Regions from separate parts of the Mus musculus genome. Here all the other regions are linked to region 2. A link is a contact called in public HiChIP or PLAC-seq and promoter capture Hi-C data. All regions are on one chromosome and are shown on one strand. The core of a region is the stretch at or near the end of the contact, and the rest is flanking DNA. Distances in the headings are between cores, read along the strand shown. Region 1 overlaps Hydin (HYDIN, axonemal central pair apparatus protein). Region 2 holds the start of Marveld3 (MARVEL (membrane-associating) domain containing 3). Region 3 holds the start of Vac14 (Vac14 homolog (S. cerevisiae)).

Region 1 (4,616 bases), core at 524-3,023, 560 kb before region 2:
TCCCAGCACTCGGGAGGCAGAGGCAGGTGGATTTTTGAGTTTGAGGCCAGCCTGGTCTACAAAGTGAGGTCCAAGACAGCCAGGGCTATACAGAGAAACCCTGTCTGGAAAAACCAAAAACCCAAAAAACCAAAAAACCAAAAAAAAAAAAAAAAAAAAAAAAAAGGAGGGCAAGGACCATGGATTTAACCCCTGAATTGAATAAGAGGGAGAGGGATGGGAACCAGTGCACATGTATAGATGGGTAGAGTGATCAGCTCAGAATCTGTCTCCAATTCATTTGGGTCTTGTCATGTTGAGCAGTGCAGGGTTGTGTGTGCTTTTGTGTGAGCTCGTGCACATGTATACATGTGGTATACAGGTTCTGATTTCTACTCTGACTTCTTTTAGGGTTACTGTTTACTGAGAGAGAGAGAGAGAGAGAGAGAGAGAGAGAGAGAGAGAGAGAGAGCTAGAGTCAGAACTGGGATTTTCTGCTGTCCCCAAAACATTCTAAAAGTCTTTACTTCTAGATTGATAGAAGGAAAACAAGCAAAACTTACCATGATGCCCTATTTTTAACAAATACGAGCATCGGTGTAAAGAATGTCATAGCTCTCAGGGAAGAGGGTTAAAGGCTGGGGCTCCCAAAGAAAACGAGCCAGGGGCTCCAGCTCACAAGGTACTATGAACACAAAACGCACTTATAGGGGAGGTGCAGATAAAAGACCTTGTTGGGCACCAGTTTAGCCCCTGAGATGCTCCGTCCACCTGTAGGTGTCTTCTCCAGGGCGGACATTGCTCCATTCACCTGTCCCATCTATATTCTGGTCTCCATTCCTGTTAGGAGCTAAATCTTTACTTAACCTGCATTCCTAATTTAATGCTCGGCTTTCTTTTTATGAAGTTCTATGAGCCTGTTGTATCTCCTCTCTATAAGGATCTTCAGCTATCTCTGTCCACCTTAGATACCTACTATGAAACACCTGGTGCCTAGGCAGCGTGATTCCAAGACTGAGGGTCTGAAGACCCTCAGATCTTCCCGTTCCCCCTCCATGTCCTCTAATTCTTTCTTTACTTTGGCTGGCCTCCTCTTACTGACGCCACCTGAACTGCCTTGTACCTAGTTCTGAGCATACCCTTCCTCTGCTCCAACGACAACTTCTTGTTTCTCTGTCTCTGAATGAGGCCTGCCAGGGGCCACTTGGGGGAACTAGTAAAACTGTGAACTTGAGGTTCTAGTCTTAGTTGGGCCGTCGGCATTCTCAACTCTCTCTTTATGCAGCACCAGTTTCGGGTCCCGTTGTGACAGTGGAGATATTTGTGTTCTACCAGTCCCCTGTAGGGAAGGCAGCCTCTAACCCCAAACTCCTCACTGCCTCCTATAAAAGACCATACCTCCTATACACATACATACAAGAGTGATAGGGTAAGATTTCCCCAACTTCCACCCTCCATCTCACATCTCCTATCCTTAGCTGTATCTTTTTCTTCTTTTGAACCTTTATGGATCCCAGAGGGAGTTATCTTTTAACTGATCAACCCTTTTCCTTTTCTCTTGGGATCTCATCTCTTCCTGTGTGGACCTTACATTTTGCAAGAGTACCATCCACCCATGCTTCCTGCTCTTTAAGAAGACGATAATATGGTCTATTCTGAGCAGAACACGTGGCTTGGGAACATAGACGTTACCATGGGTGACAAGTCCCCTGGGGCTGCATTCATTTCAGGCCTGCTTCCTACTTTTGCCTTTGTTTCTCTCCCAGTGACCACACACTTGACCTTGGGCGTGGTCCCTGGCAAGTCCTTCCAGCCCTTCCGCTCACATCTCAAGGGCTGATACTCACTGGCCCTCACTCTCTACCCACTGCTCATTCCTTGATTTCATTGGATGTCTCTGCCTTTAGCACGGCGTTTTTGCCAAGATGGCAGTTTACATTCCCCAGCATGTGGCTGGGGCCAAATGACTTCTTTATGACCTACACCGACTTTCCCTACAGCCCAGCACCACTTATTTTAATAGGACAATCCTTTATGTTCCTCTTGTACTGTTTGAGTCATAGGAGATTATTATTATTATTATTATGAGATTCTAAAAGGTTCAACCGAATTTCTCTTGTGGCTATCTCCTGTCACCGTTTTGCTCCAGGCAATTTGTGAGCATGATCGGCTTCCTCGTCGACTCGCCACTACTGCGGCTTGAGTGGGAGACCTTCCTTTTGTCACTGTCATCCCTCTGGGATCCAGTGCGGTGCCAGTAATAGAATAGTGCTTACTGGGTACCAGGTGGCTGTGTACTAGTTTCTGAAGGAGTGGTGTAGGGCAGCCACGGGGTGCTGGCCTGGCCGCAGGATGCTGTGAAGGGGGAGGAAGGATTCCCAACCCTCTTTCCAGGGATCCCTGCGTACCTGTACCTGCGGTGTTTCGGATTGGTGCTGGTGATGCTGCTTCTGAGACCCAGTAAAGTGGCTGTCCGCCTTGCCTTTGGGGAGCATCACACTCCCGCGCACGGTCTTCGGAACTTTGTATTCCTGGGTTATTAGAGTGAGCTCTGAGGTAAACCTGCCCAAGTTCTCAGTGCTTAGTCGTGCTGGTACCACAGTATTTTGGGTCATTGAAGACTCATGAGCTGCTGGAAGAAGGTGGGGTTTCAGTAAAAGTCACCATATGAAGGAAAGGACAGTGGGGGACAATACACTGCAGCCTATGTTACTCTCTTACAGAATACTGAGCAATCTTCATATACAGCTGACTGACCTGGGCGGGAAGAAGAGGCTCCACCCACTGAGTATCAGAGGATGGCTCCCCTGGGGTCCTGAGCTCTTTTGTGCCTGCATCAGTTACTTTTAATTTTTAATAGTTGTGATAAAATACTATGACCAAAGGCAATTTTATAGACTTTTAGTTTTTATTTTGGTCCCTACCAACTGGGACCAAATATTCAAATATTTGAGCTGTGTGTGTGTGTGTGTGTGTGTGTGTGTGTGTGTGTGTTAGGTCATTTCTCATTCAAACTACCATATTGCCCATCTTTTCTATAGCTCTTATAACCGTCTGTGCCCATTTTCTTTCTTGGCCCAGAAGCCAAGGGTTTCTTAAGTTGCGTGTGCACTAAGGCCTTGCCTTGACAATCTGACCCTTAACCTTCTGAGCTTTTGGGCAGTGGTAAGGTCGAGGAGCAGATAGGGCAGAGTTTTTTCTGCCCTCAGCAGAACCAACTCTAATGAAGAATGAATTAAACAAGAAGTATGTGGTTATTAGCAAATGGGACCTTCACTCATGCAGTTATTTTCTCCGTTTTGTTCCTGATTCTCCTTCCAAGCAGACTGCTACCTTCTCAGCTCCCTCTTGAAATAACCCACTTTCTAAAATTTCAGTTAAAATCTACTTAGATAAGCACTTGCTAGAGTGCCTTTGTGCCAGCCCTGAGCCTCAGAGTCGTCTTATGGCCCCCTTGCTTGACATATTTGCCCTGTCTCATTGTGCCCCCTGGGATTCTGACTTCAAAGATGGGCTGGGCACCCCTGAAGGAGACCAGGGGTGGAGGACACATTCTTTGTCTCATAAGCCAAGCAACATCAGTGGTCCTCTAGGTCTCGGGGAGACTCGGCCTCAATGCTCCTGCCAATCATCTCAGCGTATAACTCTCCAGGGCTCCCTCATAGCTACAGTTCCCCGCTGGCTTATCGTTTCCTGCAATTCCCTTCTCCCCTCTCCCAGTATTTGGGGCTATGTACAGAAAAGCCACACTGCACCTGCTGGAGGACTAGGGACGCCTAACTCCCTAGTGGAAAAAGTCACAGCTGAGTTCTACAGCAGTTATGAAGGGTGCTAGTCTTCTAACTTACCAGACTCTCCACCAGGCCCCTCACCAGGCCCAACATCTCTGCTTTGCTCCCCTCAGCTTCCTCAGAAGCACTGGCCACTAGCATCTCCCCTCAGTCTCGACCATTTTTCACTATGGACTCTGGCTCTCCTGCCTGCTCTGTGATCCACTGATCATACAGTCTCTTTACAGTGTCCATGAGCCTCTAGCTGTTTCTCTTCTGTCACACCCTCCATATTTCAATAAGAGCAGCTAGACACAACCATAACAAAAGTTTTCATTTGAATACATAACTTCCTTCTTTTTTTCCTTTCTTCCTCTGTTTTCCTTTCTTCTTTCTTTCGTCATTGTCCCTCTTCTGTGCCCTGTCATCATTTTGCCCCGTCCCCTTCGCTGCTCAATTTTTCTGAACAATGATCCAAACCACTGCTGTCACAATGATGTATGTAATTTAAAAAAATTTCCAGTAGCACATAAAAATAAAATAAAATCAACTACAGTGGTATATTTTATATAACCTATTACATGAGGATGGATAGGTCAATAGCTAAGCCAAGCATAAAAACTGTGAAATAGATAAATAGCACAAAATGAAATAAAGTGAGAACAGTATGTTTACTAGAGCAAAGGAGGGCAAGGAGGGCAGAGGCCATGGAAGCCTCACCTCTCTCCCCTTTCTCTCTCCTCTTCCCTACTACCGGCCCTGCTGAGTGTCTTCCTTTGGGGCCCTACCCGCATCTAACTGTCCTCCGACTTCTCTTCCAGTTCTTCCTGCTAACATGCAAGTCTTCTCGAGGGAGTTCCCCTCTTC
Region 2 (4,650 bases), core at 1,644-4,143:
GATGTGAGAGAGAGAGAAAAAAAAAGATGATGAAATCAGTCACCGGTAGGCACTTCTCAGCACTAGCCTCAGAGAAAAGGCCCCTGACCCAACAGCTAAGAGTTTTTAACATCCCGATTTTCTGGATGAAGCGGGCCTTTCCACTTCAGTGAGAAGCGGCCACAGGTGGAAGGCACACTCAGGTCATCTGACGCATATTTTTTTCCTTGACTGGTGGCTATTTTAACAACTCAGCAAATTGTAGGTAACTGGTAGTGATATAAAGCAAAACAAAAAAGGTTCTTGTCTATAGACATGCAAATTACATGTTGCTTTTGAAAACTGATTTTTTTTTTTCCTTTTTGGAGGGGAAAAGGTCTTTGTGTGTTCACTTCATTTCACTATCCCCGATGACCTATAAATGAGTCTGTTCTACAAAGTTCTCACTGCATAGCCTTGACTGGCCTGAAACTTGATGTGGCCATGAATTTGACTAGCCAACAGCTGAGACTAACCATGTGCCACCATAGCTGGACTTCATAGTTTGTTTGTTTTTTTAGGACCTGTTGTTACATGTGCCTAGTTCCCTAAATGATCATTGAGTTAAATAAAATTCTGAACACAAGTTCCATGTTCTTTTCTTTTTTTTTTCTTTCTTAAAAAAAAAAAAATCAATTTGAGCATGTCAATGGTGTTTCCTTCTCACCCTCCCCCAAACATCTGACCAGAAGCACCTAGAGAACAGAAGAACAAGCAGAGGTGCTGTTTACTTCGTTTGATTTTTTTCTCAAGTGCATGTGCGTGCTTGCCCACGTGTATGTCTGGGCTCCACATTAGTGCCTGGCGCCCACAGAGGTATCAAATCCCCTGGGACTGGAGTCACAGACAGCTGTGGGCCACATACAGATGCAGGAGATTGAACATGGATCCTCTGGGAAAAGCTGGCCATTTCTCTTAACCCCAGGGCCACCTCTCCAGCCCTGGGGCTGTATTTGGAATTAGACAAAGGCAATAAAATAACATAAGCTAGAAATGAGGAAACCCCTGGCCGCATATTGGACCCTCCATCCACTCTCTTATTTCTTCCTCCTTTGAGTAGCTGGCAGTTCATGAAAGCCTCCACATTCTAGGATCGTCTGTTTTACTTTTTAAAAGTTTTTTTTTTTTTAGTTACATTTTTGCCTATCAAAAGGGGGGGCGGGGGTCAGAGTGGGTCTCCAAGCAGGCACTTCCTTAGAACTCCATTACTTTGAAAAACATGAAGCGTAGCCCACTCTGACCCCTTCCAGCGTCGAACTTACACGGAGATCACAGGCTGGAATTGCAGGTGTGATCACGGGTGATACCTGGCTCGGGTTTTACTCTTGATTTCGGGCTGGAAAGGGATTTCAGAGATTAGTGTTCGGCGTGATGGTGATGGAGCCATGGACCGATGCCGGGGTGAGGAGGGACAGCCACTGGGAGTTTGTGGGGCTCCAGCTCTGCATCTTGTACCCTCGGTGGTGACGTTGACAGAACTTGGCATAGAGCCAGGCAGCAAAGCCTCTGCAGAAGTAGCCAGAGGCCAGTTTATAACATTCTCAAAGTGAGATAACTGCACGGAGGAGCCAAAGACAGTTAACAGCTCTTTTGCCAACGCCCATTCTCCATGGATGAGAGCCTCAGAGGGCGATACTTCCAGCTTCCATAAGAAATGAAATGCCAAGAGCTTTATACAAAGCTCAGGAAAGGCATTGCCTGCGGCCATGACCCTTCCTTAGAGCTCACCAGAGGGTCACCTCTTTGCCCTGCTGGAACATGAGCGTCCAGCCACCACGGTGAGTGCTGTAGACACAGGAGGTGTCACCAGATTCACATATGTGGGGATACAGGAGTCAGTTTCAGTCTCCAACTCGGCCCATCCTTCCTGATTCCTCAATTCTACTCAGAGCAGAGCCTCACGTTGTCTTTCTAGCACGTGTCCTTGTTCCCATCCAGTCTTTACGCAAACTGGAGCACTATCTCTGTCCAAAACGACTTCCCTGCGAACCTCCCGCACCTGCTGAGTCACGTGCTCCTGCTCACTTGCTGACCCCACTAGCAGAGCCAGTTTTCTGGTTTTTAAAAAATGTTCTTGGCAAAATTAAAGGCTACTAATAACGAGTAGAACAGTTCTTTTCTTTTCTTTTTTCTTTTAAGTGTTTTATAAGTTTGGGCTGTAACTTCTCTGAGGAGGGAGAGGACCCGTGGGTGAGAGGCTGGCTGAGCGGGTAGGTGGATGTGTGGCTATCTGACTGTGTGGGTGGATGGCTGAGAAGAAGGGTGGATGATGAGTACGCTCTGGGGAAGCAAACTCAAGACGCTTTGTAAGTTGGTCGACAGGAAATCACCACTACTGGCTTCATTTGGGGGAACTCGTCATAGCTGCTAGGAGTGAGGTCACCCCACCCAAGTTTAGATCAATGGAGTTACCAACTCCTCCCCCTAATGAGCTCTCTATCGAAAAGCTCAAATCCATGCCCGGAACTGTATTAGTGGGTTTAATGATCTTCGTTTGGGGCTGGGAATATAGCTCAGTGGTACCATGCTCACCTAGACATGCAAGGCCCTGGGATTCAAACCCAGTACCATGAAAGTAAAGAAATAAATGATTGGTCTGGCGTCCTAATAGCTCTAGCAAGAGACAGCCTTTGAAGGCTGAGCTGATTTGGTCACATCCTTTTGCCTGCTCCCTGGGCCATTTCCCTTTGATAATCCTATAAAACCTAGGACTGACATCTATTTCAGCAAGAATCCACCTCCCACTCTCCAGCCCTCGTCCACCCCACTCCCACCCCCATCCCCTCTGGCCGCACCACGACTGCCCCCTGGCGGCCAGTGGCAGGTGCGCCCTCTCCGGGCCGCTGGAGGGCAAGTGCGCGTGCGCACAGGTGAGCTGTACCGCCCCGTCCTTGAGCTTGGCCACCTGCCTGGGAAACTTATGGTTGGTTGTCGCCCTCGGATCGTTTCCGGGCGGGGACAGGAATCCGGCCATGAAAAATACTTCGGGGCACCGTGAGCCCCGGACCCGTCCTAGAGAAAGAGACCCGGACCGGCGCCCGCACCCGGACCGAGACCACCACGTCGAGCGGTCGCGGGACCGAGGCGGGGACAGGCACAGGGAGAGGAACGGTGACGTGAGAGGAAACGGGGACCGTCGGGCGGGCCGGGAACAGAGAACGGACCGAGACCAGCGCCAGGACAGACACAGGGACGCGGGCCATCGCGCATCCGAACAAAGAGCCTTGGAGAAGTCCCGTCAAAGCCGTGCGCGGCCCGAGCCCTGGGGACCCAGTTGGGACGCAGCCCCGACTCCGGGACCCGCACCCTGGGGGCCCCCAGAGCTGTCGCAGAAGCATGGCCTCGGGCGCCGCGGGTTGGAGAGGTGAGGGGTGCACCTGCTAGGGACCAGGGACCGCCGAGGGTGGAGGAGAGATGACATAAAAGAAAAAGTGGGAAAGCCCGAGAACCAGAGGAAGGAGGAGAGTTTCAGGACTGAAACTGGAACGGTTTAGAAGGCTAGGTAGGTGGGGCTAGCCGGAGGGCCACAGACTCTTAAGTCTTGTTCCCTAGCCTTCCCTCTATACCTTTCAAAGTCCAGCTTCCAGGTTGGGGGGGGGGCTGAATAAAGTTAGCCCAACGAAGAGTTAATAGTTGGACTCGCTCTTCCTGACAAGGCTATGTATGCGCAGCAGACTGCTAGCAGAAGCCGCCGTTTTAAACACGAAACTAAGCCCACCTAAACGTTCATTCTCCGGTGATGTGTAACAAAGTCAGTGAGGTCTTTCTCAGCAGCTTGTTTCAGACCGTAGGTTTGTTTAAACCCCACCCTCATGAATAGACGAACTTGGTCTGTAGGTCCCGAAATTCCCCTGTGTCTTTGAAGGTTTTGTGAATGAGGGTGGAAAGGACTAGCAGGGGACCGGTCGTCATACCCCCTCCTAGAGACTCAGCGCGCCATCCAGTTGCACAGATGTGGAACCAGGCTCTGGGGACTGGGTAAATAGAATAAAATAGGTGTCCCTGAGGGCAAAAAGTGTGTGTGTGTGTGTGTGTGTGTGTGTGTGTGTGTGTGTGTGTGTGTGTGGTTGTCAAAACTGTGCATTCTTTTCCCTGGAGACAACTCTTCTAGCTGATGATCCCCAGCCTCTGCCATTAGACTTGGAGCCTCTGCCATTAGACTTCCACACATCAGGGAAAGCTGCTATCATGAGTTTATGTTACATTATCTAAAGCCAACTCACCTCGCGAAAGCTGCGCCCAGATTTGGGCTGCTCTTTCGGTCTTTGACACTAGCTATTGTTTCCCTGGCTGCACCCATCTTGGACTGCAACCACAGGAGTAGAAAAACAAGAGGTACATTTGTGCGTTTCCTCTTAAAACCAGAGTCCTCATTACCCCGCCTCACCCCAGAGTGAATAAAAGACATGCAATTGTTCGTGGCTTATTTAAAGGTTTGAGGCCAAAGGGCAGCTTCTCTCTGTCTGCTCTCCTCCTAAGCATTTATTGGAGGGAGGGAATGCAGGGACCCGCATGCAGTAACTTACTGTCAGCGTTCAGAGACTGACTGGCAGTGAAAACAGCCACCAGAGGCTCAGGATGCCAAGGAAGGTGACCTAGAGCTGAGTTCTGTGGAAGGAAGACAGAAGACAG
Region 3 (4,011 bases), core at 369-2,868, 660 kb before region 2:
GACATTTGGCAAAGTCTGATGACAATTTGGGTTGTCACAACTGATGGAGTACTACTGGCATCTAGTGGGTAAAGGGCAGAGGTACTACTAAAAAAAAAAAAAAAAATCACACAAGCTACAGAACTGCCCATCACAACCAAGTATTGTGCTTCCCAAATATCAACAGCACCGAGGTTAAAAAACTTTGAGTAAAGAGTCTATCCTAGTCAATGAGTGAGCACCACTCCATAGCTTAGGGCTGGCCATGTGACCATTGTACAATGACTGAAATGTTCTCTAGTCTGCACTGTGCAGCTGTAGTGGTTGGCTCCTGAACACCCAGATTATGGGTAGTGAAACTGACGTGCTGAATTTACAATTTGTACTGATTCATTACTTTGTTGTTGTTGTTGAGACTGGATCTAGCCCCGTGACCAATGCTAATCTCAAACGAGTACAGTATTTCTGCCCGAGCCTTCCAAGTGCCAAATCTCAAGCCTGTGTCACTACTCTGGTTAACTTAAATTTACATAGACACATATGGTCCGCTGTTACCAAGTTGGATGTCTTAACTCCTAATGTTTTTCTAGTTTTACAGGCTGCTGCTTTCTACTCTTCTGAAACCACCTACTCAACTGACTGTTACTAAGATTTGGCTGGGGGAAAAACACGTGCTCTCTCACATACTCAGCAAAACATTACCGAATTAAACATTCCCTATTTCGAACACCTGGAAACACCAGTGCACTATTACACACACGTATACTATTGCAGAAGCGGGGAAGGGCAAATCTTCCCATTTTCACTTGCAAGGGAGGGTGGCCTGACAATCTTCTGAGCATTGGATCACGTGCTTTGACCTATTTCTACACTTGGCCACTTCAGAAGCTGCAAAGAGAAGGCGGGACACCATAAGCAAATTCTCCACCTCCTCAGAGAGGCCACTCTCCGATCTAGCTGGCTTTTGACTGAGGCCACACTGAATGTGTCAGGTACTGCGCTAGGTTCTGCACATACCTTAAGTCAATTCATTTTCACTGCTATCTGGGAGCACCAGGAGGTTAAGACTAGCAAAGATAGGGCTCTTGGATTTCCCGCTCTAAAGCAATGTGCTAAGAGCTGAAACCGGAGAGGTCAATACCGAACCCTCGCCGCGGGCAAGCAGAACCGCTAGGCGCTGCAAAGCCAGGGCGGGGTCCCAGGAGCTCTTACTTCTCGATCTCCAGCGCTGCAACCTTCCGCTTTTCGTAGAGTTTATCATTCAGGGCCCTTACGATGTTGGGAGTGAGCGGCGCAAAATCCTTCTCTGGGTTCATGGTGGCAGCTCGCGCTGCGCCTGGGAGCCTCCAGACACCTTAGCCCGAGGTTGCCTGGGCCGTGCCAGGGCCGGGGGAGTGTGCGGCTCCGCGCGGACACCGGAGCCTGCTCATGGGCTATGCCGCCCAGGGCCCGCCTGCCTCGTCCCGCCGCCACGCGCCGCCTCGGGTCCCCCTGCTCCGACCCTGCTCTCCCACGCGCGACCCGGTCCGCCCCACGGCTCACGCGACCAGCTCCCGCCAGGAACCGGCAACGCTCACTGGGCCGCGGCCATGTTACTCAGGTCACGTGACGCCGCGAGCACTTCCGCCTTCCGCCGACCGAAGGTTCCGCCCCCCCAGGCCACGCCCTCTCGTGCTTGCTGCAGCGGATTGGCCACACTTGTCAGGGATCCACCCCACTCTTCACCTGCTGCTGGCTTCGGTGCGGGTTTTTGCTGAGAGTGAAGAGCAGGTGGTGGGAGCCGTTTCAGGCTCACTGCCAGAGCTTTGCGCAGAGCGGGGGGCTTCTGGAAACAGTTTATAGAGGGAGCCTAACTCAAATTTAATTTATGCATTAATTCTTTGGTCACTTAACAGTCACTTTCGCGTATGCCAACGTTTCCACCATTTTCACCATATCTTAACCATCTGTCTGATTTTACATTTTATTTCTGCGTGTGTGCATGCACCAACGAGCGCCTTTGGAGGCCATAGGGCAACTTGGGAGGGAGTCGGATCTCCCCACCCACTCACCATGTGGGGGTCCCAGGATTGAGCTCCAGTCCGCCAGGTTTGGCGGCAGATGCCTTTGTCTGCTGAGCCACCCCTCTAATCCAATTATTATTTTAGAGACAGGGTCTCAAACTCTCTCTATAGCTGAGGATAGCCTTGAAATCTCGATTCTCATGCCTTTATCTGCTGAGTGCAGGGATTACAGGCAAGCGTCACTACAGTTGATCTTATGTGGTGCTGGGCGTGGAACCCCGGGTCTGGTCAAGTCTACCAACTGAGTCAAACCCTCAGATTGTATTTAATACACATGTGCTACTCAGATGTGTGTGTACATATGTATGGAGATCCGAGGTCAGGTGTCCTCTTTTTTTTTTTTTTTTTGTTTGTCTGTCTGTCTGTTTGTTTTTTCGAGACAGGGTTTCTCTGTGTAGCCCCGGCTGTCCTGGAAGACCAGGCTGGCCTTGAACTCAGAAATCCTCCTGTCTCTGCCTCCCAAGTGCTGGGATTAAAGGCGTGAGCCCCCATGCCGGGCAAGGTGTCCTCTTTTGCTCTTATTTTTCCACCCTTATTGAGACAAGGTCTTATGTGTCCTAGGCTGGACTCTATGCATAGTGATTAAAAAAAAAAAGTCCTGGCTAATTTTTATGTCAACTTGATACAAGCTAGAATCATCTGAGAGGAGGAAGCCTCAATTGAGAAAATGCCTCCATTAAGATTGGGCTGTAGGCGAGCCTGTAAGGCATTTTCCTAATTAGTGATTGATGTGAGAGGGTCCTGCCCACCATGGGTGGGTCCACACTAGGCAGAGGTTGCTGGATTCTATAAGAAAGTAGGCTGAGCAAGCTTTAAGGAGAAAGCCGGTAAGTAGCATTCCTCCATGGCCTCTGCATCAGCTCCTGCCTCTATGTTCTTACTTTGAATTCCTTCAGCGATATAAGCTATATGGCGAAATGAACCATTTCCTCCCCCAAGTTACTTTTGGTTTTGGTGTTTTTATCACAGTAGTAAAAACCTTAATAAGATAATAACTGAAAGGTTAGGTTCCTCAGGCCTCCACCTTCCTTATTGCTGGGATGACAGGCGTGGGCTACCACACTGGGTTTATGTGGTGCTGAGGACAGAGTGGGAGGCTTTGTGCATGCTAGTCACCTAACTGAGCTACACGCCCAGTCCCGACCTTTTCTGTAATGAGATCTTTCACTGAACCTGAAACTCATGGATTTGGCTGGGGGGCTGACCAGGGAGCCCTAACTGGCCCGTTTCCACCTCCCTCACCTCCCAGTGCTACAGTTAGAGACCACAAGCTCCGCCTGACCAGGTGTTTAAGTGGGTACAAGGAATTTCAAGACAGGTCTTTGGGCATGTGTGGCTAACACCCTACAGGTTAAACCAACTCTCTGGTCCCTCGAATCTATTTCCTTTTAAAAGAAATCTTAAACTTTCACCTCATCCTTGCTTGTGCCCTGAAGTGAAAGATTAAAATGTTTCTTAAGACATATTAAAATATTAGCCATTTAAAAGTGGTATTATCATCCCCTTGGCAATGGGCAGAAAGATACCTTGTTGGTGTTGTTTTTAGTCAGGGGGGCAAAACAGATGGCAGTTCCTTATTCATCCTGGTTTGATCCTGGTTTGGTGTCCAAAGTTGTTTCAGTCCTCTGTGAGGTGGCTCAGGGAGCGTGATACCTTCCCCCGACCTTGCCTCTTTGCCACCCTTGGCAACTGGAAGAGCTGGCCCATCTGGGGTCATGAGAGCAGGTGACCTGGCCCTATCCCTGGCCAGCTGCAGCGTACTTCACCCCCTGCCTCACCTTGGCAGCATAGTAGGGCTAGCCCTGGTCAAGGGATGTGGGTAAGCCAGCCCGAGGGTGCAAATTCAGGAGAGATGGCCCTATCACTCTGCCATGGCATGGGTGTGGGGGTGATGCCCCCCAACTCCTCAATCACCTGTGGTAGTAGAGCAGGTGAGATGGCCCTGTCCCTTGCCAGTTGTAGTACTTGT

Evidence for each region. Promoter capture Hi-C pulls out the DNA fragments that hold promoters and counts their contacts. HiChIP or PLAC-seq counts read pairs in DNA pulled down with a chosen protein or histone mark.
Region 1: a promoter capture Hi-C map of embryonic stem cells shows a contact between it and region 2, with 2.9 times the contacts expected there. The contact joins the enhancer-like site here to the promoter of Marveld3 in region 2. A contact is called at or near these places in 4 of 39 promoter capture datasets (cranial neural crest, embryonic stem cells, hippocampal neurons and 1 more) and 2 of 115 datasets of contacts at active chromatin or transcription factors (embryonic stem cells and stem cell-derived neural progenitor cells).
Region 3: a contact with region 2 is called in an H3K4me3 HiChIP or PLAC-seq map of forebrain, with 12 times the contacts expected there. The contact joins the promoter of Vac14 here to the promoter of Marveld3 in region 2. A contact is called at or near these places in 8 of 39 promoter capture datasets (the 3T3-L1 cell line, cranial neural crest, embryonic stem cells and 4 more), 7 of 484 Hi-C or Micro-C datasets (B cells, the N1E-115 cell line, Th1 cells and 3 more) and 7 of 115 datasets of contacts at active chromatin or transcription factors (astrocytes, embryonic forebrain, embryonic stem cells and 2 more).

What each region holds. Positions count from the first base shown.
Region 1 is chr8:110,517,073-110,521,688 of GRCm38.p6, reverse strand. Hydin (HYDIN, axonemal central pair apparatus protein) reads right to left here. Exons shown (of 87, transcript NM_172916.2): 42 at 2,388-2,608. Among named protein-coding and RNA genes, the nearest start is that of Gm21283, 17 kb to the right of the region's middle. Within about 2 kb of position 1,773, at least 8 of the 459 cell types and tissues checked have an H3K27ac peak or open chromatin away from gene starts, as enhancers often do. A contact at or near this core is called in embryonic stem cells, where this site is marked.
Region 2 is chr8:109,960,448-109,965,097 of GRCm38.p6, reverse strand. It overlaps Marveld3 (MARVEL (membrane-associating) domain containing 3), which reads left to right and starts at 2,893. Exons shown (of 3, transcript NM_212447.2): 1 at 2,893-3,382. The coding sequence starts at 2,991.
Region 3 is chr8:110,616,174-110,620,184 of GRCm38.p6, reverse strand. Vac14 (Vac14 homolog (S. cerevisiae)) reads right to left here and starts at 1,618. Exons shown (of 19, transcript NM_146216.3): 1 at 1,192-1,618. The coding sequence starts at 1,295.